Regions from separate parts of the Mus musculus genome. Here regions 1, 2, 3, 4, 5 and 7 are each linked to region 6. Evidence: chromatin contacts called from public promoter capture Hi-C data. All regions are on one chromosome and are shown on one strand. Each heading gives the region's core, a stretch centred on a gene start, on an enhancer-like site or on the middle of the called end of the contact. The rest is flanking DNA. Distances are from core to core; before and after follow the strand shown. Region 1 holds the start of E230001N04Rik (a long non-coding RNA gene). Region 2 holds the start of Bnip1 (BCL2/adenovirus E1B interacting protein 1). Region 3 holds the start of Crebrf (CREB3 regulatory factor). Region 4 holds the start of Atp6v0e (ATPase, H+ transporting, lysosomal V0 subunit E). Region 5 holds the start of Tead3 (TEA domain family member 3). Region 6 holds the start of Hmga1 (high mobility group AT-hook 1). Region 7 holds the start of Ergic1 (endoplasmic reticulum-golgi intermediate compartment (ERGIC) 1).

Region 1 (3,435 bases), core at 434-2,933, 970 kb after region 6:
CAGGTGTAACATGGCTGAAGGTGGGAGTCACAAGACAACTTACAGAAATAGATTCTTTTTGCCATGTGGGTCCTCAAGACATCAGACTTAGCAGCAAGCACCTTTACCTACTGGAGCTGTCTTGCTGGCCCTTTGTCCCTATTTCTCACTCACCTCAGACTCCTCAGAGATTGGAGGAAGGAGCCGCTGACATTAAAGTTACCCTCAGGGAGTTTGTGCTAAGCTTCAAACACTTGGGGGCACAGAGTGAAAAGATAGCAGCTGCTGACATACCTGCTCCTGTGGTACAGCGCCACAGACAGGGGCAGAAGGCGCAGGGGAGGGGCTGTGGACATGAATAAATTGGTACAATGCTTGCCAAACATGGAGAAACATGAAGGAGACCCCAGCTCCCTCCATCCATGAGGTGGGGTGGGGATGTGAGGTACACACCTGTTATCCCAGCATTCCGGAGATAGAGGCAGGAAGATCAGATGTTTAAGGCTATTCTTGGCTAAATAGAAAATTTGAGATCAGCCTGGGCTAGAGATCTTGTCAAAAAAAAAAAAAAAAAAAAAAAAAAGCCTTTGTATGGCTGAGCCACTAGTTAGGTGTTCTTTGCAGGAACAGTCTCTGTCTCTGTCTCTGTCTCTGTCTCTCTCTCTCTCTCACACACACACACACACACACACACAGGTACTGTGATCCTACAGTCACCTCCCACCTCCTGACCTACCTGGGAATGCACCTTCCACGGGAGAGGCTCTGACAATCTCAACTCTATTTTGATCCTTTTAAACAGCCTCCAACCTGTTCTAGGTTTTATTGCTTAATTATGTTCTGTGGTATCCTCACCCCACCCCCACCCCCCACCCCCGTTTCCCTGTAGGCTGTAAACTCCTTCATGACTGGGTTAGGGGCAGGATTGTTCTTTGATACCATTTAATTATAGTCTAAAAATGAAGCCAGGCTTCATACCCACAGGCTTGGGTCCCAACCTGGTTCCAACACTTAGCTATCTGGCTTAGGGTCCTGGTTCCAACACTTAGCTATCGGGCTTAGGGTCCTCTGAGAGCTCAGACTCAGTTCCTAGGCTGTAAAAGGCACCAGAAATACAACAGGGCAAAGATCACAAGACCTAAAATGCTGGGAAGGAGTTGGTACGTGGTGAGCATGGAACACTTTGTCCTCCTTCCCTGAATAGCTGAGACCTTCCATGAATTAGAGAACCAAGTCTTCACTGATTAGTGCTCGCTCTGGGGTACTTGACAAGAGAAAGGAGACACTGAATAATTACATAGCGCAGTGGATAAAGGTGCCGCCAAGCCTGACATGAGTTGGGGTCTCACAAGGTAGAAGACGAGAACCAACTCCCACAAATTGCCTGCCCTCATATCTCCAGATGCACGTTATAGCACATGAGCCCCAGCCCCCTACAGTAAATTTAATAAAAAGGCATTACATCTATCCCAGGATCATATCCTGGGTGCATGGCCACTCCACCCGGCTTAGTGACAACCTGTGAACCGCAGACTTGGTGAGAGAAAAACAGTCCCTAAGAATGGCGCCAAGCATAAATATCTGTTGAATCAAAAATCAAGCGAGTCAATAAAAAAGCAAAGACAGAAACGTCCCACCCCGCCGAGCCCCCAGCCCAGCCGCACCCTGTCCTGGAGCCCTATTAAGCCATAGTCCCCAAAGTCCGCTTGTCTACAGCCCCGCCTCCGATTGCCTTGGAAACAGTGACGTTAATCGAGGGGGTGTGGCCTCTCTCCATCCTCTCAAACGTTGTGAGCCGCGCCTTAGCACAACCTGGAGGGGAAGATGAGGTTAAGGTTGCTGGGTACTCCCCCGTTCCTTAGGCCGGAGATAGCTAAGCACACCGGTCTGCGCCCACGAGAGAGCCCACCTTGCGCTTGCCCTTGGCAATTTAGCGTAAGATCGCGAGAGTGCGGGCCTGGGTCCCCGGGAACCGCCCCTGGCGATTTAGGGGGCTTCTGGAGACTGCAGGCTTGGGTCCTCGGAAGACCACCATACTCTCCACCCTCGACGTTGTCCTGGTGGGCGCAGTCCTGCGCCTACCCGGGCACCCCAGACTCGCTGCGCGCCCTAGGCGCGGGCGGGAAGGGGTTAAGCAAGGTGCTGGCTCGGGGCGCGGCTCACGGCGCGTGTGGAGGAGGGGAGCGGGGAAGAAAGTGAGAGCGGGGGCGGGGGACCCGAGCGAAAGAACATCCTGTGCCGCCGCCGGATGCGAGAGGCGGGGGCGCGGGGGAAGCTGGGCGATGCGCTCCGCCCCGCGCTCCTCCTCCCGGGCGCTGCCCGCTCCCGCGCTTCGTACTGCTTCTTCTGGTCCCCACGCCTTCGCGGGTCATGAGCTTGCCAGAGGGGCCCCTCAGCTCGAGTTCCCCGGCAGGGGTAAGCGCGGGGAGTATGGGATCCGCTGTGAGGAACGGGCGCCCCCCTCACCCCCCAAGCTTTTTCCGCTGCACACTGATGGCGAGCTGTCCCCTGCGCAGCGCTAGGATCGGCACCTTCTCTGAGCCAGTCCTGCTGCCAGTACTTTCAGGACTAACACAGAAAAGCTGGTTGTGGAATTCGAAGCCCTCACACTCCTGGGATTAGAACCGGAATCGGTCGGGCCGCAGGGGGCTTTTCACTGGGAATAGCGAAGACTCAAATCCCTTAGCTGATAAGGCTCGGGAGAGAGGCCTCTCGGAAGTCATGATAGGCGCTTGCCGACACAGTTCGATCCCCAGGTCGCACAAGGTGAAAGGCGAGAGCCACCGATTTACATAAATTGCCCTCTGACCTCCATACATGTGCCTTGGACACCCATGCTTGGGGAAGCCAGGTATGGTGGCTTTGAACCCAGCACTCAAGAGGCAGACGCAAGAAGATCTCTAGTTGAGGCCGAGCTCTTGGACTACTACATAGACTGGGGAAAAAAAAAGTTAAAAAAAAATATGGGGGTGGAGGGAGCTAGCTATCTAGGCAATGCTCTTTACTTGATCCAATCAGAAAAGAGCCTCACCAGCAGATACAATGGCGCTATTAATGTCAGCTTTTCAAAATACAGGCTTAGCACCAAACTGCTATGTAATGATGACCTTGAACTTCTGACCACCCATACCTCTACCTCCGGAGAGTGCGGGCAGGGCATGGGGGGCGAGGTTACAGAAGTGCAGCACAGCCGGGTGTATAGCAGACCCTCAACACCACCTGGAGCCCTAAGGACGCTGAAACACCCGTGGCCCACGCTTGGTTGAGGAGAATGAGGAAGTGGCTTTGGAGTTCCACGGGTGGATGATGGGCCTTAGGGGCAGCAGCTCAGCGAAGTGGGCTCAGGGTATGTACCCTGGTTTGTCGCTAGTGGAGGCATTGAAGAGGTCTAGGCTTGCCTCCTGCGCTTGAACCTCGTGGATCCTCATCATGACCGGTCAGTATGTGTCATGCTGC
Region 2 (3,569 bases), core at 576-3,075, 780 kb before region 6:
TCAAAATGGCTAAGCATACAAGTGGGTTTTTAAAGAATAAGCAGTAGACAGACACGCTGATCCTTGTAGAAGAGGAAGGACTTTTTAACATAGACCCAAGTCCAGAGTCATGAAGATCTCCCAATGCTATGCAAAATTATGGAAATTTAAATCCTCTTTAAGGCAAAAAAGCACCATCAGCAAAGTCAGAGTCTACAAATTCTGCAGCTCATGTGAATACTAATCTCAGTCTCATTCATTATGAGAGATGCAAAAGAAAGGAGTTTTTTTGAAAAAGAGACAAAATGATAACACCAGTGTCAGCACACCAAGCTGGTAGGGCTATAAGGAAATAGGCATTTCCACAGTTTTGCTCATGCAGTGTAAACTGATATAACCAGTATGACGAAACAGGCTTCACACCACAGTCCTGGCTGGCTTGGAACTCATGGGGATCTCCCTGCCTCTACCCCTTGAGTGCTGGGATAAAGTCATATGCTACCACACCCAGATAAAAAGGATATAGGAAAGCTTGTGTGGAGCTAAAATGCATGTCTAGTAGCTGCGGTGTTAATCAGTGCCTGTAATTCCAGCAGTTCTAGGTCATCCTTGGCTACATAGGTAGCTGGGAACCAGCTTGGGCTCTGTGAGACCCTGCCTCAGAAAAGCAAAGAAAATACTTAGGGCCTTTCACCTGTCCCGTGTGTTCTGTCATCGTCCTCCACCCCCTCTTCCTTCCACTTCTATAGCCTAACAAATCAAGTGCAGCTGCTGGGCAGAAGCATTTCATAGAAAATGGCCGCACGTAGGGAAGTAACTCCCAGAGTGTTTCTTAACAGTACATGTATAGCAACTAGTGAGCACTGAGTTCAATGCTACATTATCAACACCTCATTCCATCCTCTAGGTGACCTAACTTAGGAGTGATGCTACTGAGGAAACTGATTACAAGCCTGGAATCCAGGCCTTTGATACTTGCAGCCAGCTACTGAGCACCTTTTAGGAAGTGGGTGGTACAGGGTGCTTTGGGACAGGTAGGCGTGGAGACTGGGGGCTGTGTGTGCAGTTTGAGAAAAACATTTTAAAAAGAGGGAACCCATATCCAAGACGACAGAGCCTGGAGAATCCCGGAGGGTGGGGGAAAAGTGTCCAGTGGTGTTGAGGGCTTAAGAAATAATAATTTTAAAAAACACTACCCTTCTTTGAGGTTTGCACTGACATTGTTTCTATCACACCACACAGTCAGAACTACTCCTATGAGATACTTGGAATCCAATTCTACACAAAGGGCAGGACCAGAGCCATAGAAATGTGTAAGGACAACAATGCAGGATCATGGTTGTACTAATGGAGGTGCCCCAGTGACCTGTATTTAAGTCTGCACCTTTACAAGTTTTGTGTCTTCCTCCATAATGCATACCTACTGTATACATTTTGCTTTAAATTTTAAAGAAAAAAAATGTAACTTTGGTGACATCCGAATTGATCCTTTTTTTTTTTCCATCCAAAAGGTCACTAGAATAGCGGGTTGTTGTTGTATCTCTAGTACTGGGAACAAACCTGAAGGCCATGTGGCATGCCAGCCTATCATCACCTGAGTTGTATTTTCCCCTCCCCCCCACCCCAACTCTAATGGTTCTTCATAATCACATTCCACTTTTCCGTTTAGTAGGAGCAGACCAGAGAAGCTGTGCGTGTTCTACGTGACAAGAAAAGTTTCAGGTCTGGACTCTTGACCTGGTTTGATCCACACGGGGTCTCCCGCAGCATCACATTTGAAGAAGTACGGAAAGGCGGGCAGGAGCCACGTGAACGCGTTCAAGCTTGGCTGCTGCCGCTCGCCGTAGCCGCATTTCCAACATGGCGGCTCCCCAGGATGTCCACGTCCGGATCTGTAACCAAGAGATTGTCAAATTCGACCTAGAGGTGAAGGCGCTTATCCAGGTACAAATTCTTAGGCTCCTGTCCGGCTCTCGATGGCCGCCTTGACATCTTCCAGAATATTCGCGCCTGGTCCGGTTCCAGGATGGCTCCTAAGGCACCATTCGGTCGGTTCCCCGAGATCACTGACCTTCAGGCTTTTCTTTTGTGAACTGTTGGTTTGCCCACCCCTGAGTTACCCTAACACGCCGCTCCCTTTCCTTGGACTGCAGCCGTGCTGGGCTAGCCCGCCCACCCGCATTCTCGGCTGTAGCCCCGCCCCACCCCTCGCCCTGCTCGCCTCCCACGCCCACTTCCCTAAGTTAGGGACCCTGAGGCACCCAAAGCCACCTGGCCCGACAGTCCCTGCCCGAAGCTAACTAAGTTAACCTGGGACGTGGTTGTAATTTTTTGAACAAAGAATTCAAATATTGTGCAAGATCCTGGGTCAGAAGGCAGGCAGTGCCAGTATTAGGACCTGGATGGGGAAAGCCAGCCTAGGAAAATCATTTTAGAGCTTCCCTACCCGGAAACAGACTGGAAAATGAGGCGCTTATCTGGAAGCAGGTCTTAAGTAGGAGACAGTAGTGCAGGAACACAAGCAAGAACAGGGAATGTAGAAATGGCTCCAGAGTTTGGCAAAAAGAACCCAACCGGCTCAGAATACAAGCTGTGACAGCAAATAAGGAAAGGGTAGGGGTGTGACTCCGCTGGTGAGGACTTTGCCCAGCACTGGGTTCGCCATCCCCAGTGCTGCATAAATGGGCTGTGCCTAGCTGTTGGGGTAAGCTTGGCTTTACTAGCCCCTATAAAAAGGAGCATGGAGAGTAGTGCTCTCTGGTAAGCCAGATGTACACTCTGCCACATTAGCAGTTTATCCTGTGCTGTGAGGAAGTGTTGATTTTGTGAGTAAGCTAGAGAACAGGTAAAGAAACGCCGCAAACTTTACTCCTGAGATGTGCAAACAAAAAAAATGGGCCAATTCTAGAAAAATAAACAAGATTTATACAAGTGAGATTACCAGAGGCTGGGGGTAAATTTAGCTCAGAGTAGAGTTAAAGTTTAGCCATGTGCAAGGCTCTAGTTTCAGTCCTCAGAATGCACATGTAAATACATATACATACATAACACAGAGTTGCTAGGGTAGTGGCTCTAGCACTTGGGAGGCATAAGCAGGACCATCATGCATTTGAGGCCAGCCTGTACTACATAGAGTCTTCAAAAAAACAAAACAAAAAAACCCTTATATCCAAAATTTGAAAAGTTGGGTTTTCATATTATATCATAATATAAAATTATGTAATAGCATCATAATACTTCATATTATCATAGTTTCCTGTTAGGTAGGCCTCTGGTGACATATGTGTTTTGGGTTCTTATGGTTACTAGTGAGTAAGCATAGCCCCATACATTGTATTCTTTCAGTGTTCCAGCTATTCTGCTAAGTGTTCTACACAGAGAAATACCATCTTGACGTAGGTAAGGTGAAGAAATGGAGGCACAGAGAACTGAAGTTTTCCAAGACTGCACTAATAAATTGCTATACGCAGGATTTGAATATATGTAGCTTAAGTCTAGAACCTGCTCTAAAATTTGGCTCTCATAATTCTGACTTTCTTTCCAGAAGCAAATTCTCAGTTCATCTTTAAACGTTTTTGACTTGCGACAGA
Region 3 (3,137 bases), core at 189-2,688, 840 kb before region 6:
ACAGGTGTATGTCATCACCTCTCATCCCAGACCATGATGGTGATAGTGAGACGCTACCACAATGGTTCTCAACCTGTGGATTGTGACCCCTTTGGAGGTCCAATGACCCTTTCACAGGGGTAGTCTAAGCCTATCAGAAAACACATTATATTACGATTTATAACAGTAGCCGAATTATTGTTTTGAAGTAGCAATGAAAATAATTTTATGGTTGGGGTCACCACAACATAAGGAACTTTAGGAAGGTTGAGAACCACTGATCTACCACTTGCCTGAGTCTTTGTGCATGGGGGAGGGGGAGTCTTAATTTGGCGGGGAGCGGAAGGTTACTTTGAGACTTGGTCTTATCCGGGCATGCAATTCAGTGTAGCTAAGAACACACTTCAATCTTCCTGCTTCCTTATCTCCAGTGCTGAGATCACAGGGGTCAATCACAATACCCCCTTCCTACATCCTCGCCTGCTTTGAAACCCCGAGTACTCCCAAGGGAAAACTGTTATTTGAAGGGAATCTGATGAGGTTTCTCTGTCCTTTAGTCTTCTTTTCCTATGCTTAAGAAAGTATGTTTTTCTGTGTCCATATGTGTGTGCGGGTGCAGACCAGTAACCCTGCACCCAGAAGACTAAGACAGGAGGGTCCAGAGTCTAAAGAGATTTCTGGAAACACAGGCTGCTATAATTAGGTAGGTTGTTTCCTTGAACAATAATTCTCCTGAGGTTTGTTTTTGTATTTTTTTTAAATAGTTCTCTTATCGTATGTGTCTGTTCGGAGAACTATTTGGGATAATGAACCTACCACAAACTACACATCCGATAAAATATCAACAGGATTAAGAGGCGTAAATCATCACATTATCACAGGTTAGACAGTCTTGTCCATAAAGCATCTAGTAGCAGTTTCTACAGCTGAATACAGGTCCTATCCCAAAGATGTATGCAGCCGACTCAGGGTCTGGGGATCCAGACTCAATAAATATGAGTTGATGAATGAACAAACAACTGAAGGCCAATTCAATCGGGGAACAGGAACGTCATTTACTAAACAGAATGTCGATGCAGCCCCCTACTAATTAATATTCCTGTAATCCCCCGTGGTTCAGTTAAACTGTAAAGTGGGCATTTGGACTCCTTGGCCTTCATCTTAGTTCTGAGGCTACAGACTGAATATGGAAGCCTCTGAAAAGAACATCACGCACGAACGCGAGCTTACTGCTCGCTATCCCCAGCGGCCCACGCCCACGCTCAGCAGCAGCCTACTAGCCCCCGCTCCGCCCTCTCTTCCTGGTTTTCCCCAGCAACCCGCCCCTCTGGTGTCACGTGACGGGCGCTAGCCCGGCCGAGCCTCTGATTGGCCAGACTTCAGGGCGCCTCGCGATTGGCCTGGGGCGGCGGGCCCCCGCCTCCCTCCTCCTCCTCGCCGCGGCCCACGTGAGGGGGGCGAGTCACGCGATTTCCGGGAACCCGTCAGGAAGGACATAAACAAAACAAACCGAGGCAGCATGGAGACGGCCCGCGGCCGCGTAAGCGCGGCCGGATCCAGTGCCTGAACCGCCTTCAGCCTCAGGTGAATGCCGAGCGGTCGCACGGGCGGGCGGGATGCAGCGGCAGAGAACCGCGGGTGAGAGGCGCGGGTGCCCGGCTCCGGGAGAGCGGGGCGGGGGCCGCCGGGCCGAGGGCGCGCGGAACGGGGTCGCCGATGCGAGCCGAATCGGGCTGCCCCCGCGGCCGACGGTTATATAAAGGGCGGGCGCGCGCCGGCGGGCGACCCCGTTAGGGCCGTGCCCTTTGCGCTCCCGGGAACCAGGGATCGCGACTGCCGGCAGCCGGCCTGTCAGAGCGGCGAGCGGGTGGGAGGGGCCGGGAGGGAGGAGAGGAGAGGAGAGGGGCGTGTGAGGGAGACCGGCACAGCTAGTGTTCAGAAGGCTCCGGACGGAGGAGCGGACCGGGAGAACTCTGGGCAGGGGCGTCGTGGGGCTGCTGTTCCCCCCGGCCCCTCCCCGGAGGCTGCGGGACTGGGGCCTCCCTCTCGGGATTTGTTTATATGTCCTCTCTAAGCAGCTTGAAAAGCCCGGAGGCGGAGCCCTCGCTGTCGAGTGGCGGCCGGTGCTGTCCAATGGAGGAGGCAGACGGGGTCCGTGGCGCCAATGGGCGCAGGGAGGCGGTGCCGCGCCCCCCCTCCCCCCCAGTAAGTTAGGCTGTGCTGGGGGTTGGTCCGACAGGGCGGCCATATTAGATGGGAGGGGACGGGCCTGGGGACGGGGGTTGTCACTGAGCGGGGCGGAGACGGGGCAAAGGGCGAGGAGCCGAGCCGAGCGGGGCGCGGGCCGGGCGGGCTGGGTGTGGGCTAGAGTCCCGGAGGGACCCGGAAGATGCCCGGAGGAGCCTGACCCGGCTCAGCCGCTCCCGAGTGGAGGCGGCCAGGGAAGTAGCGAGGGCAGTCTAGCCTCCCAGGGGGCGGTTCCTGGGTCTAGATGAAGCTTGGTCTCTGGCGTCTCCTTCTTGGTCGGCTCTCCGCTGCTTGGTAGATCCTGCCACCAAACCCTTTAATCGCCCACCTTTAACCCAAGAAAACAAACCGTTTTGCTACTTCTGAGCAGGCCTGAATCTTAAGACTACCTTAAGGAGGTATTTCTGTAGTTAGGGGTGTGTTTCTGTACCAGGTCTCCCGTGTAGAGGCAGGCATTCAGAGGAACTTCTGCTTTTCTGGGTATTGCAAAGAGAAAATTGGGACTGGAAAAGCAGACAAAATTGAGTGAGCGGCGTTTCTATCCACCCCCCCCCCAAAAAAAACAAAAACAAAAACAAAAAAAAAAACGTGGATATCTTCCAAAGATCAGGCCCTTGTGTTTCAAGTCTTAATTTGCCTCCCTTGCTCACATAAATTGGAAGCTAACATACTTAATGAGAAAACAGCCTTGAGAAAAGTATTTAGGTCTGATGAGTCTTTAGACTTTTGTCTATCCAGTATCAGCAAATGAGAAAAAGAATGAAGGTCTGACTTATTTTTTCAAAAGCAGAAATAGGAATTTTTTGTAAATTTTGTGACCTATGGTAAAATGATTGTCACTTTAATTCTACTTTAAAATATTTTTCAGTGTTGCCTAGTTTAAAAAAGCTGAGAGATACTCCAAATGGGGA
Region 4 (3,260 bases), core at 149-2,648, 880 kb before region 6:
ACTGCATGGTTCTGCCAGCCTTCACCTTCTAAATTCTGGGATTAAAAGTATGCGGCCACTACAGCTGGCTCAGTTAAAGTCTGAAAATCATTTGCAAAGATGGTACAGCTGCTGAAGGGTCCAATTAATTCAGGAATCCATTCTACTTGATGAAGAAATCAGGAGAGGTGGCTACTACGGGGAAATGGATCCACAGCCAGCACACTGGATTCAGCTGCCAGATCTCCCTTTTCATCTTGCTCTGTCTGCAAGCTTCTGCAAAACCAACCTCAGCTCAGCATGGTGCTTCACTGGCAATCCCAGCATTTGGGAGCTGTTGTGTTCCTCATAGCAAGTCCCTGGCCCCAAGGGAAAAAAAAACCTCCAAGAATTGCTCCCCTCCTCTGTGTCTCAGGAAGTTCATGGTGCAATGAGCCTACAATTCTGGCGAGCCACAATGATATTTCTGGCTAATTCCTATTCTTGTTTGTTTGTTTGTTTGTTTCGAGACAGGGTTTCCCTGTGTAGCCCTGGCTGTCCTGGTACTCACTCTGTAGAGCAGGCTGGCTTCGAACTCAGAAATCTGCCTGCCTCTGCCTCCTGAGTGCTGGGATTAAAGGCGTGTTCCACGATGCCCGGTGATAATTCCTATTCTTTTTTTTTTTAAGATTTATTTATTTATTATATGTAAGTACACTGTAGCTGTCTTCAGACACACCAGAAGAGGGAATCAGATCTTGTTACAGATGGTTGTGAGCCACCATGTGGTTGCTGGGATTTGAACTAAGGACCTTTGGAAGAGCAGTCGGGTGCTCTTACCTGCTGAGCCATCTCACCAGCCCCGATAATTCCTATTCTTATTGAAACTGTTGTGACAACTGGCGGGAATGCAAAGTAGGGCCTGGTCATCCTCAGCTGTCCATCTTCTCTGGAGATGTGACCTCTCTCAGATGGCTGTCAGATTTACTTCTGTAACTCAGACCCTGGCACTCTGTACAAGACACACAGCAGCACCAACGATTAAGAGCCTTACAACCGTGAAGTTACTTACAATGCGACTGTGATTCTTCACTTGCAGCAGAGATGGCGATTGTGAGTAGTTCATGGGCTATGGAAGAATGCAAAGCAGGAGCCTAGCATACAAGACTCTAGAACAGTAGTCCACTATTGTAGGTTTTACTTATTTATGTCTGCGCGTAAAATATAGATAAAACTGTAAATGACACATCACCAAAATGGGCCTAAGTTCTTTCCAGAAAACTCTGCTGGTCCCCTCCCCGGTGGCTGGAGGTTCATCTCAGTCAAGCCCCATGGAACCACAGCCTTGAGACTAGCCAGGTAAGGGCGGGGCTCTAGTCTAAGGGGCGGAGTCCGACGGTCGAGTCACGCCGCGCGCAAAGGGCGGGGCTTTAGCGCGCCGATCACGTGAGCCTCTGTTGACACTTCCGGGTGGGACGAGAGCGAGGCTCCGGACCGATTCGGCTGCTGGGGCGCAGGCATGGCATACCACGGCCTTACTGTGCCTTTGATCGTGATGAGCGTGTTCTGGGGCTTCGTGGGCCTCCTCGTGCCCTGGTTTATCCCCAAGGGTCCTAACCGGGGGTAAGTGCGCCAGGTCCAAGGTGGTGGGAGCGGAGGACCCCGGTGGGAGGATCACGGAGAGAAGGATCGTACGTGGAGGACTACGGCGGGAGGATGAGGCGGGGTGGACCACAGAGGGGAGGACCGCATGCGCTCCTCAGAGCCTGTCAACGTCCCCGGCTGGAGGGTGAGGTCACCTTTGGCGGCCCCTCCCGGAAGTGAATTTTAGGGAGTGCTTTTTGTCTTGATGGACTAAAAGTGTGCACTTCGACTGAAGAGAAATTAGGGCGCCTCCCAAGCCACTGTCGCTGCTTTGGTTCTGTCTTTGATGCACGGGAGGCTTTTTGCCTAAACCTCAAAGAAAGGGATCTGAGAACAGAAATCTCCCTCTCGCCCCCTTGCTGTCGCAGTTTCGGACTCAGACAAGCTTGATGCAGAGCGTTAAGTTCAGCCTTTGCAGCTAGTGGGCCCAACCCAAGCCAGGGTGAGCCTGATCTAAACGAGGTTAAATCACCCAGAGCTGAAGGCATTGTGTAGAAACCTCTGCGTCATACCTTCCAGGGCGCTCCTGCCCTTACTTGTAAACAGTATTTACAGTGGTTGGCCAAGATTTTCATTCCCCCATCTAAGGTTTGCAGAATACCGTTTTCTCTGTTTGGAGATAAACTTCTGTATTGCAGTGTAAAAACAAACCTTTTCAGAGGAGCCTAGGGCACCCTCTTTCTAGTTCCTCTTTTGAATTAAGTAATTTTTTCCCTCTCACTCAAGATCATGTGGAGGTGACACTTGATCTTAAGTAGTAGTGTGTCAGAAACGTCTCTTGCTTTAATGGTTAGACACTGAATGGTGGGTACATAGTGTTTAGCTCCACAACACTTTGTAGAGTAGACAATGTTTACTGAGTGGGCCATTTTGATTAGAGAAAGTTTTACTGTGGGTTTCTTTGTTTTGGGGGGGCTTTGGGGGGTTTGTTTGTTTGTTTGGGGGGGGGGTCAAGATAAGGTTTCTCTGTGTAGCCCTGGCCATCCTGGAACTCACTGTGTAGACCAGGCTAGCTCAAACTCAGAAATCCACCTGCCTCTGCCTCCCAAGTGCTGGGATTAAAGGTGTGCGCCACCACGCCCAGCTGAAGTTTTACTGTTTTGTGATATTGGCTTCTATTACTGTCTGGAATACACTGACTTTTAACAGTGTTTTTTCTATTAGCCTAAGAAAGCACTTTTAAAGATGTATGTATTATTTTATGTATATAAGTGTATAGCTGCATGTATGTAAGGGCATCATGCGTGCAATGTCCACAGAGGCATTTGGATCCCTTGGAATTGGAGTTACAGATGGTCATTAGCTGTCACGTGGGTGCTGGGACTTGAATCTAGGTCTTCTGGAAGAGCAAGTGTACTTAACCAAAGAGCCATCTCTCCAGGTCGCAATTAAATGGCTTTTGAAAGGGAAATGATAGGTGAATATCTGTCCTTTGCAAGCATCAGGGAGGCTCCACTTCTCAGTAACAGTCCTACAGCGTCATCTGCGGTTTACAGCAGCTGATGTGGTATCTGGGCTCTGCAGTTATCAAAGTAATTTGTAGTAACTGAGTACTGAGTCCATTTAGACACTTTTTTTTTCCTCTTGGAGTTAGACAACAAAATGTCTCTGTTGTGTTTAAACCAACCCTGTTCCGTTCCACCACTGTCTGTCTTTCT
Region 5 (3,377 bases), core at 815-3,314, 790 kb after region 6:
GACCTCTGAACCCCACTTACAAGGGCAAGCATCCCCAACTCCACACACAGCCTCCCCTGGCCCTTCAGTTCTGTCTCAGGCCACCGTGCTTTGACTACATGCCCTTCCCCACACTCTGCTCCCAGCCCTCCCTGCACTGTCCCGGGCGACCCACCCATCCCTCTAGACCCCTCTAGGCTCAGCTTCCATGATGGGCCTGTGGGATGAGGGACCAAGCACCTGAAGAGCTACCAATACAGTGGGCAGCAAACCAGAGACCCAGCTCCTGCCCTTGGTGGAGCTATCTTTTTATGCGTATTTCTTTTCTCCCGACAGCAGAACTAGTTAGGGTCTAAAAATTCAGTGATGGTGGATGAGAGACTCTGGATAGACACACACCTGTGTGTGTGTGTGTGTGTGTGCACTCAAAAGATTTCCTGCCAACCACTGGCCATTCTGTTCCCCAAAGTGCTAATTAGCATTAATTACAGTTCCCTCCCTGGAGGTGGGGAAGGCCTGGCTTCCAGCCCCTCCCTGAGGAGGGGGGTAATTCAGTCTCCTGTCCACTCTTGGCCCAAGGGATAAGTAGACAGACCCTCACCCTTCCCATGAAGGAAGAAAAGGCTTGTCAGACAACGGGGAAGACCAGAGTGGGAAGGGAAGACCGGATGCCCTCAACTGCTTTAACAAGTGTCAGGAGAAGGAGGTCTGGGGACTAGGAAGGGCAGAGGCATAGTCCTTACACCTTCAACTAATAGCTGCTTTCCCTCCTGGCAGCAGCCCGCAGCTGGTTGTGAGTGTAGGGGTGTCCCAGACCCCAGCACTGAGGCAAAACCCTGTGTGTACAGATCCAGGCTACGAGAGTTCAAATACACGGAGCCACCATGGACACCAGTCCCTCAAAGCTGTGTCCAGCCCCCACCGCCATCCTCCGGGCTAGGCTACAAGTCCAGGCCTGACTTGGTTCTGCCCCTACCTGGAGAGAGCTCGAGATACAGAGAGAGGGACACAGGCCCTGAGAAGCCCGGCCCTAGGCTTCGTTCGTTCCCTCTTGCTCTTTAAAAAACTAAGCCCTCAATCAGGGCCCCTGTTGGGGGGGGGGGGGGGGGCGGGTAGAGTAGGGGCTAAAGTGACACTGCCCCGAAGGCCTGCTGGGGCTAGAAAACAGACCCACATCAGCGCTCCAGCCTCCCTTCCCAGGCAGGAATAAAGACGTGACAGACAATGGAGAGGACCCGAGTGGGAAGGGAAGCCCTGTCGCCCACAATTGCCTTAACAAGTTCTCCGGAGAAGTGCGGGGAAGGCCCCAAATCCAGCCGCGTCCCGAGCGAGGCTCCTGGAGCAAGGAGCTGGGACTCGCCCCGAGGCGGGCGGCAGAACTGTAGGGGACAGGCGTCCCCCCACGCCTTTGGGTGCGCACACGCTCCGGGCTCACACTGTGGCTTCCAGACACCCGGGCCGGGTCCCAGCGCAGCCGCGAGCAGCGCGCACACCGGCGCGCCCTGGCTAAGGCCTGCGTGGAGCCCGGGGCTCGCGGGCTCTCGGGAGTCCAAAGGGCGCCCCGGATACGAGTCCCGGCGCAGGCCTTCCAAGCCCGCGGCTCTGGGCGCACACCCCGGCACACGGCGGGGCCAGGCCCGGGCACCCGGGACACTCCGGGCTTCCCAGCCTCCGGGTCGCGGGGGGGTGGGGTGGGTGGGCGGGGCTTCCCGGAGAGCGTCTCCCCCCTTCCCTCCAAAGTTCCCGGCACCCAGGTCCTGGGCTCCGGCGCGGGCTGGACAATAGCTCAGAACCCCTAGAGTGTCCCGGGTCCCCGCCATCCAGAAGCCACCCGAGCAGAGCAGTCACCTCTGCGCGCGAGGCCTCCGAGTTGCATTCCCCGGGCTTACCTGCTCCGAGCTCCGGGGGGCGCTCCGCCGGGCCGCTCCGCCGGGCCCGAGGGAGTAGTGAGGGGGGCCGGGAAGGGGGGTCGTGGGCAGGGGGATGGCCGGAATGTACGGAATGAGCCCGGCCGGAGCGGGAGGTGCTGGGCGCGGAGGAGGGAGCGAGCGGGACGGAAAGTTTGTGTTGAGGGAGCCGGGCGGGGGGTGGGGGCTGCGGGCGGGAGGGGCGGGACCGGTAGGCGGGGCCAACGGCGGGCGGGCCCACGGGTGGGCGGTGCTATTTGGGGGGAGTGATCTAAGGCGGGCCGGGGCCTGCTGTCTCTCTAACCACCCAGTCCCAAGAACGCCCGTAGCTGTGGATTCACACTCCCGCGCACCCCATTCCTCGCTCGTCGTCTCAGAGTTCCCACCTCCCCTACACAACCCCCTTGTGGGTACTCCGCTGAATCTAGAGGGATCAGGTCTGGGGCGGAGCCAAGAGGAGAGCTCTGCCCCCTAGGCTGAACTCCTTGGAGGTGTTTAGGGTCCTGGGGAGCCGCGTCCTCCGCATCCAAATGACCCGAGCGCGCACGGGGTCTCGGGCTCCCCACCCTTCTACTCGGGTCCCGGGCAGCCCAGGCCTCTGCAGCTCCCCTCCCGCCCAGAGCCCGCCCCCCACTCCGGGGCCTCAGACTTGGCTCCGCCCTGCCCGGACCCGGTTTGTCTGGTTCTCCCCGAGTGGCTTGTTTCTCGAATTTCTCCCTTTCTCCCTCTTCCTCTACCTCTAGGGCCCTCCCTCTCCTCCCTACTGGCGGAGAGTCGGGGGCCCGGACCCTGTGCGCTTGACGAGGTTCCATAGAACAGAAGGGGACGCGGGAGCGCGGGGCCAACGCAGGCACCTGAGTTTACACACATGAATCCAGAAACTACCGATGCGTTCAGCCTCGGACGTGACTTTATTGGGGATGTGGGTCCCTGGCTCTGCTTCACCATCGTCCCCTCCCCACCCCCTACAAACCCCCCAGCGCGGGGTCGGAGGGGCCTCGAACATCTGACTCCGGCTCTCTGACAGGAAGTGACTGGGGAGGAGGGGGCGAGGCAAGTACTTTTGGGCGACCAGATGTTCATCTCCATCCCCTCTGCCTCAGCCGGTGCCAGGCTGGGGGAGTGGAGGGGGGAAATGCCCGGAGGTCACGGAGAGGGGTGAGCCCTTCCATGGGAGCTGTGGGGGAGGGACCTTGCCACCCCCAACCGAATGCTTTCCCAGCGCTGAGGAGCTGTGGGGGGTCACTCGCAGGCCAGCTTCCCGTCGAAGCTGGAGAGGGCGATGGCGAAGGCCTGCAGAGCACACAGCGGGTACCGGTAGTCTAGGGTGAAGGCGTCCTCAGCCACGCGGCCGAACTGCAGCACTATATAGTCAGCTGTGAAGACAGACCGTGGGGTGACCTTGGACCCCATCTCGACAGGCAACCCCTCAACAAAACGAGGTCTTGCTCCTTGATGTGGAGTCATAGCCCCCATGCAGCTTCAGGCCAC
Region 6 (3,046 bases), core at 497-2,996:
GATCAAGCCAGTTTACTAGAAGTGGGCCAAGCAATTGGCGAAGCTTTCCGAAAGCCCATCCAGGAAGGAAGGGTATCCTTTTCTGGTACACACAGGTCAGAGGCAGTGTCCGCCCAGGGGCCACTACTACGTCGGAGGAAAAGGGCCCGCGGGGCCATTCCCAAACTCTCCCCCTTCAACACCACAGCAAGGGCCTAGTGGCCTAGGCTGCTGGCAATGACCTGTACCATGGGAGGATGTGGGCTGGCGTTGGTGGGAGTTGGCAGCTTGCTCAGCCACACCTCGCTACGAAGGTCCCCAGAGCTCGCAGCAACTTCGAGCCCCTCCAGCCAACTCGGCTCGCGGGGCACAAAGATGGAGGGCGCGGCGCGCTTCCACCCCGCCCCGCCCCCACGGCGGTTGCACACAAAGGGGCAGCCGCTCCTCCCCCAGACTGCCCCGGCGCCCTAGGCTCCCCTCCACCCGTTGGGAACGCCCCTCCATGACTTCCTCCTTCTCCAGGGGCACCCCTGGAACTGAGGGTCACCTGGACCTTGGTCCGGGACCCGCGGCCTGCCGTGGCCTCCCGCGCCTGACCGCTGCGCCCCACCCCCACCGAGCACGTGCTGCCCTGCGCCCAGGGCGCCATCCTACGGCCCGGGGGTGGGGGGTGGGGGGTAGCCGGGCCCGCCGCGCTCCCCACCCCCCACCGGAAACATTCCTGAGGCATTCCTGAAACTGGGAGGCCCGCCTCCCCAAGGCTCCCACCCCGCCTCCAGCCGGGCGCACGCTGGGCCCCCGCGTACCCTTCCACCGCCCGCGCGCCCCCCGAGGAGAGGGCTGACCGCGGAGGAAGGGGAACAGAGTTATGAGTCACAGTCGTGTGTCACTGGGCCCGAATTACGATTCCCTGCATCACGAGAGGTGTGGAAAGGCCGACTCGGGGAACCGAGGTGGGGAGGTGCGTCCAAGGGCCCGCGCCCGGCCTGCAGGGCGCGCCCCACCGCCCGCCATCTTCCCACTTAGGCTTCCTCCGGCCCAGCAACAAGTCTTTTGTTGACCCAGGCGCCCAGAGGCGGGAAACTCGAACCCCTGCCCTCAAGGGGCTTCCAGGCGCCCCTTGTCTTAAGTCGTAAGTCACGGGGGCGGGGAATCACACCAGAGGGACCTCGTGCTTCCTCAACACCAAGCAGCTGGCCACCCGTGGCTCCTCCCCGCGATGTCCCGGCGAGGCGGCCAATCGCTCGGCTCCTTTGAAGCCTGCACCTGGGTGGCGGCCGTTACTAGATTTAAACCGTTGGCGTTGGCCAAGTTTCACGTTTGGGTTTCACAAGACTTTGTTTTTTACGCGCCTGGAGGCCTCCGGAGACGCACACGCCGTCACCTGCTTGGTGGCAGAGGGGAATTAAGGAGAGGCCCTCGACATGGGCTGGGGGGGGGGGGCGGCGTCCGGGCCGCGAGAAGCTCCTTAGGGTACGCGTGGACGTCCGAGGGCACAGGCGTCAGCGCGCGCCTCCCCGCGAGGCCGGAGTCCACGGGGGGGCTCCTGTAGGTGTGTCCCCGGGTCCCCACTTAAACAGCAGGGCCGCCGTCACCGGTTCCTCCAACGCCAGGCTGCTCGGGAACTGTGAGAAACGAGGGCCGTCGGCGCGCGTGCCCGCGGAAACCGCGCGCACAGTGGCGAGCTACCCGCGCGCGGCGGCGGCAGCTGGCGGGCGGCCGCCCTTTTAAATCCCCGGGCTCATTTGCATGGCCCCGCCCCCCGGTGACACGGCTGGCGCGGGCGGGCCCGTCCCCCCTGCCCCTGGGTCGCTCTTTTTAAGCTCCCCTGAGCCGGGGCTGCGCTCCTCTAATTGGGACTCCGAGTCGGGGCTATTTCTGGTGTTGGCGCGGCTCCAAGAAGGCGTGAGTTCGCCGCCGCTCGGGTGGCTTCTTTTTTTCCTGTAGGTCTAGAATCTAATCACATTATTATTTATTGAGGCCGCGCACGGGCCGTGCCCAGCTTCCTGCCCCTCGCCATCCTCCAGGGGAGCGGGATCCGTCAGTGTTCCCTCGCCCCAGCTCGGATGTGACACACATCCCCGGCGGGGGCCCGGGCGGCGCGCACGCAGCGGTCTCAGCGCCTCTGCCCTCTCCCGGTTTCAGATCCGCATTTGCGACCGGCGGCGGTGGCGGCAGAGCCCAGGCCGGTGCCCTGAGCCCAGCCACGCCGCACCCGGCAGCCCCGAGCGCGCCCCGCCGGCGGCCTGCGGAGCTCGCGGTGAGTGTCCGCGGCGCGCCCGGGGGGCCTGCGGCGCGCGCTGCCCGCTTTATTCCCAGGCCCCGGGCTTGCGCGGGCCGCGGGAAAGGGGAGGCCGCACTGTGCTCGCAGGCGGCGGGGCCGGGGTGGGTGTCCGCGGGGCGCCGCGTCCTCCGGTCCCCAGGTTGAGGGTGCCCGGGTTGCGACCGTGGGGTGCGGAGACCCCGGGGAACGGCGCGCGGAGGGGGAGGGGGCGCGCGACTGCGACGAGCGCCGCTTGTGCACCCAGCGGCGCCCGTGCACCTCGCGCTCGGCGAGCCCGGCCTCAGGGAGGGGCGCGCGCTGCGCAGCGGCGGGAGGTGGGCGCGCGCCCCCCTCAGCCAGGGAAGTTCTAGAAGTGCGGGGGAGGGGCCCGGCGACCCGAGATTCCTCTCTGGCCTCTCCTCCGCCTTTCCCAGAGTAGTACTGTGCGTGGACGAGGCCGGATCGCGAGGGCCTGGGTTTCGGGGTTTCACCCCCCACCCCCACACACACCTTTGGCCCTGCCCCGCGCCTCTTCAACCTCCAGGGCCAGGCCTGCCCTCCGCCCCCACAAACTGGTTCCTCTGCTTTGCTGGGTTCTGTTAGAACTAGTCCCTTCGACTCCCCGTTTCTGCCCCCCCCCCCGCTTTGGTTTTCATGGAGAGAGGAAGGGGTTTTTTTCTTCCTGCGACTCGCACCAGGTTTCCTGCCCCCAAGGCGGGCTTGGGTGCCCCCTCTGGCAGGAAGTGGGGCCGGGCGCACCCGCGTGGCGGTGCATGTGGTCGGGGTGCGCCGTTTCCCGCGCCT
Region 7 (3,365 bases), core at 450-2,949, 1.0 Mb before region 6:
AATGGAAGGGGGATTCCGGTTGTCAGAAAGAGAAGAACCTGGTGGAATCGCCCATCACTGCAGACCCTGAATCTTGCTGCCCGCTTATCCTTCAGGAAACCAAGGAGCTTTTTATGTCAGGACACTGCCTCCCTGCCCATCCTGCCTTTTGAACTTGGATCCCCACTTTTCTCCTTAAGTTGTTGTCTTAAATCGCAGCTTTGAAGAAGGCATCAGCAGCAGAACCCAGGGAAGTTCAGAAGTCAGATTTCCCCTACATGGGTGTCCTAGTTTGCTTTTTCTCTGCTGTGATAAACTCCCACCAAAGCAGCTCTGGGAGCAAAGGGTTTATCTGGCTCATACATCCACACGCCCTTCAGGGAGTGAAGTCTGGGTAAGTAGGTACTCAAGGTAAGAACCATGAAGCAGGGCCGGGCGTGGTGGCGCACGCCTTTAATCCCAGCAGAGGGAGGTGGATTTCTGAGTTCGAGGCCAGCCTGGTCTACAAAGTGAGTTCCAGGACAACCAGAGCTATACAGAGAAACCCTGTCTCAAAAAAACCAAACAAAAAAAAAAAAAAAAAAAAAAAAAAAAAAAAAAAAAAAAAAAAAAGAACCATGAAGCAGAAACTGAAGCAGAGACCTGTGGAGGATGGAAGGCTGCTAATGGGCTCCACTGCTCATATGCAGTAGCTTTCTGATCCCAGGATCCCATCCTAGGAATGTTGCTACCCATAGAGGGCTGGGCCTTCCTACATCATTACTTAGGAACTAAGAAAACTTTACACACATACAAGCCCTTAGGCTAATGTAGTGGAGCCATTTCTTCAATCTCTTCCAGGTATGTCAGATTGACAACTAAGACCAGCCAATCACAAAAAGTTTAGAGTTCAGCTGCCTCCTCCTCTAGCCCAGCAAGTTGAGGGAGGTTTTCCTCTGTACTTCTGTGTTTCTGAGAATGGAGGCTCCTAGGGGCAATCAGCGGTATGTTACCATTTCTAACCGTGCAAACTCAGAGCCTCTGGATAACCCTGCAAGTTCCTGACTTCAGGTTGGTAGATGCTCAACGAGTACTGGTTGGCATCAATCCCGAAGAAAGATGATAGAAGTGGCTAGCTAAGCCCAACTCTAACAGGTGGAGAAGCTGTCACTAGATGCCAGGCTGTTCACTAAAGCAGGGCCCCAACTACCTCCTTTGATACCTATGAAAAGTTGAAAAGTGGGATTAACAGTTATACAGATAGAGAAAGGGGTGGTGGTGGATCTCGGGAGCCAGATGGCTTTTCCTAAGAAGCAAGGGATGGGTGGGAGGTGGGTGGACTTTCTCAATCTAGGACTGCGTTGCCCATCCCCCAGTTTTAACCTTCACCCAGAACTAGCACCAAGCATGGACCCGCAATTTGTAGCATTTTTCTCTGATCTTCACAACGCAATGGCTTTGTTTTACAAGCACAAAACCCACTGCCTGAGGCAGAGCGATTTGTCCTGAGGCCCCACTTACGCTAGGAAAAAAGATCAGAGGCCAAAAAGAACCAAAGCGGGAGTCTTGGAGACCTGGGCTTGGGTAGCATCCCACTCTCGGGCCTTCCCATTCAGCGGGCCCTCGGGCCCCTTTAATGGGGCGGCGGAAGGGGCGGCCGGTGGATGTGGCGGCGCCCAATGGGCTGCGTGGAGCGTCACTTCCCGGCGGCGGGAGGCGAGTGGCGAGTGTCGGGCAGGCTGGCGGGGGCGGGGCGGCCGAGGAGGCGTTGGCAGCGGGCTCGGACCCACGCGGCGCTGCGGCCCGCCTGGCCTGCAACGCTCCCACCGGCTCGGCGGCACGATGCCCTTTGACTTCAGGAGGTGAGTGAGGCCCCGGGCCCGAGGCCCTCTGCAGCCGGCGACGACCACCCCCCACCCCCCGTTACGTGCAAATGCGACCCTGGTGCACTGTGCACGCCTCGGCAGGCCCTAGGGGACCGCGGCCTTCCTCGGGGTTCGAGCCCTACCCCCACCCCTCGTGCAGCCCTGGCAAGCCCTCGCACTCTGTTTTCCACGGCGCGGTGTCCCCAGCTTGCCCCTGACATCTTTCATTCCCCTCCCCCAACCTGGGAACCAAATCTCCTCCCAAATCCCAAATAAAAGGAGCTCAGGCATCCTCAGGCTTTCTCCCCAGTCTTCCCTAGTGGACCCTGTCCTGGCTGACAGGTGGGGCCGCGCGCCTGGCTTTGCCCGGTGGGATCTGAGGGCTGCAGCCCCATTCAATCTGGCAGCAGTTGGAGAAGCTTAGTTCTTCAGAGCCTGAGAATCCTCTACCTACCAGATGTGGAGGCCTGTTCCCGCAAGCCATGGGGACAGTGCGGGAAGAGGAGGATGCTGGGATCTCGAGGTTCTGCAGAAGGTTCTTTGCCTCCTGGAACACCATTGTATAGGGCCAGGCCTTCTGGAAGCCTGCATGGGAAGGGCCTCCCCACCAGACATTCCCTTGACATAAGACGCTCTGAGATGCTCTGGGCTGTTGGGATACTTTGGAGCAAAAGGATTAGAAGCCTGGCTGTACCTCTCTACCCAGCTGCTTAGTAGATTCTCAATGTTAGAAGCAAAGGCTTAGGGTGCAGCCCCTCACCGCTCAGCTGGCTAACCCCAGCAGGTGTCTGGGCATGCTCAAAATATTGGTTTCACCTCTTGCAAATTGGTACTAAAAATAAGGTCACCACCTGAAAGACAGGGATTGTAAGGCACCCCTGACCCAGTCTCCATCACATGGAACTCAGAAGTAGGGCATCTGTGACTGAGGAGATCTGTGAGCGCTCCCCACAGCCAGAGAACGGGTATTCCTCCATTGGTCACAGTTTCCCCTCATCCTCCCCCTCTTACTGATGTGTATAGAGGCAGAACAGAGTGACAACCAATCTAAAAACGGCCCAAGATTCGGATCATGTGGTGGCATATGGGCAACCTGGGGTCAGGGCCCAGAGAGGACATTGGTTTCAGACCTCTTAACCAGCCAAAGTGGTTTTTAGCTCACTCTGGGCACTGGTACTATCTGGCAAACCAGCTTCCTGCTTGCTTGAGGTAGCCCCGGGGTCCATACCTGGGCTTAGACAAAAGCATACAGACCATGGTAGCTTTGAACCGAGAGGGCTTTGAGCCAGTTTTAGGGACACCCATTACCACAGTGTGCCCATGCAGAAAGAAGGGCAGTGGGCACATCCAGGCCCCCCCCTCAAACCTCCCAGGGCTGACCGGAAAGGGTCCCAACCCTCCTGTCCCCACACGGTTCTGCAAGTCCTAGGGATTTTGAGTTTGTTAAAGAAGTAACTGTTCTGGTTACTTCATCTTGTCAGTTCTCTGCCCCGCCTGCATGCCCCGCCTGCATGCTGGAAGGGCTGGGCAGATCTGGGCTCC

What was found. Promoter capture Hi-C pulls out the DNA fragments that hold promoters and counts their contacts.
Region 1: a contact with region 6 is called in a promoter capture Hi-C map of pre-B cells, with 2.8 times the contacts expected there. The contact joins the promoter of E230001N04Rik here to the promoter of Hmga1 in region 6. A contact is called at or near these places in 1 of 39 promoter capture datasets (pre-B cells), 1 of 484 Hi-C or Micro-C datasets (Th1 cells) and 1 of 115 datasets of contacts at active chromatin or transcription factors (microglia).
Region 2: a promoter capture Hi-C map of liver shows a contact between it and region 6, with 3 times the contacts expected there. The contact joins the promoter of Bnip1 here to the promoter of Hmga1 in region 6. A contact is called at or near these places in 5 of 39 promoter capture datasets (hippocampal neurons, liver, pre-B cells and 1 more) and 3 of 115 datasets of contacts at active chromatin or transcription factors (bone marrow-derived macrophages, memory CD8 T cells and pancreatic cancer cells).
Region 3: a contact with region 6 is called in a promoter capture Hi-C map of pre-B cells, with 4 times the contacts expected there. The contact joins the promoter of Crebrf here to the promoter of Hmga1 in region 6. A contact is called at or near these places in 5 of 39 promoter capture datasets (embryonic stem cells, hippocampal neurons, liver and 1 more), 1 of 484 Hi-C or Micro-C datasets (embryonic stem cells), 4 of 115 datasets of contacts at active chromatin or transcription factors (large pre-B cells, memory CD8 T cells, pancreatic cancer cells and 1 more) and 1 of 9 other capture datasets (adipose tissue).
Region 4: a contact with region 6 is called in a promoter capture Hi-C map of pre-B cells, with 5 times the contacts expected there. The contact joins the promoter of Atp6v0e here to the promoter of Hmga1 in region 6. A contact is called at or near these places in 5 of 39 promoter capture datasets (the 3T3-L1 cell line, hippocampal neurons, liver and 1 more) and 3 of 115 datasets of contacts at active chromatin or transcription factors (astrocytes, bone marrow-derived macrophages and pancreatic cancer cells).
Region 5: a contact with region 6 is called in a promoter capture Hi-C map of embryonic stem cells, with 3 times the contacts expected there. The contact joins the promoter of Tead3 here to the promoter of Hmga1 in region 6. A contact is called at or near these places in 1 of 39 promoter capture datasets (embryonic stem cells) and 1 of 484 Hi-C or Micro-C datasets (embryonic stem cells).
Region 7: a contact with region 6 is called in a promoter capture Hi-C map of pre-B cells, with 2.9 times the contacts expected there. The contact joins the promoter of Ergic1 here to the promoter of Hmga1 in region 6. A contact is called at or near these places in 2 of 39 promoter capture datasets (liver and pre-B cells) and 1 of 115 datasets of contacts at active chromatin or transcription factors (pancreatic cancer cells).

Annotation. Positions count from the first base shown.
Region 1 is chr17:28,520,973-28,524,407 of GRCm38.p6, forward strand. It overlaps E230001N04Rik (a long non-coding RNA gene), which reads left to right and starts at 1,684. Exons shown (of 2, transcript XR_385504.4): 1 at 1,684-2,394.
Region 2 is chr17:26,779,254-26,782,822 of GRCm38.p6, forward strand. Bnip1 (BCL2/adenovirus E1B interacting protein 1) reads left to right here and starts at 1,826. Exons shown (of 6, transcript NM_172149.5): 1 at 1,826-1,923. The coding sequence starts at 1,840.
Region 3 is chr17:26,714,212-26,717,348 of GRCm38.p6, forward strand. It overlaps Crebrf (CREB3 regulatory factor), which reads left to right and starts at 1,439. Exons shown (of 9, transcript NM_029870.2): 1 at 1,439-1,563.
Region 4 is chr17:26,674,998-26,678,257 of GRCm38.p6, forward strand. It overlaps Atp6v0e (ATPase, H+ transporting, lysosomal V0 subunit E), which reads left to right and starts at 1,399. Exons shown (of 4, transcript NM_025272.2): 1 at 1,399-1,581. The coding sequence starts at 1,478.
Region 5 is chr17:28,348,741-28,352,117 of GRCm38.p6, forward strand. Tead3 (TEA domain family member 3) reads right to left here and starts at 2,065. Exons shown (of 13, transcript NM_011566.4): 1 at 1,869-2,065. Tulp1 (tubby like protein 1) reads right to left here. Exons shown (of 15, transcript NM_021478.2): 15 at 2,775-3,262. The coding sequence ends at 3,129.
Region 6 is chr17:27,554,828-27,557,873 of GRCm38.p6, forward strand. Hmga1 (high mobility group AT-hook 1) reads left to right here and starts at 1,747. Exons shown (of 5, transcript NM_001025427.3): 1 at 1,747-1,884.
Region 7 is chr17:26,559,813-26,563,177 of GRCm38.p6, forward strand. It overlaps Ergic1 (endoplasmic reticulum-golgi intermediate compartment (ERGIC) 1), which reads left to right and starts at 1,700. Exons shown (of 10, transcript NM_026170.3): 1 at 1,700-1,820. The coding sequence starts at 1,801. It overlaps 1700049J03Rik (a long non-coding RNA gene), which reads right to left. Exons shown (of 4, transcript XR_001782188.2): 1 at 2,278-3,365.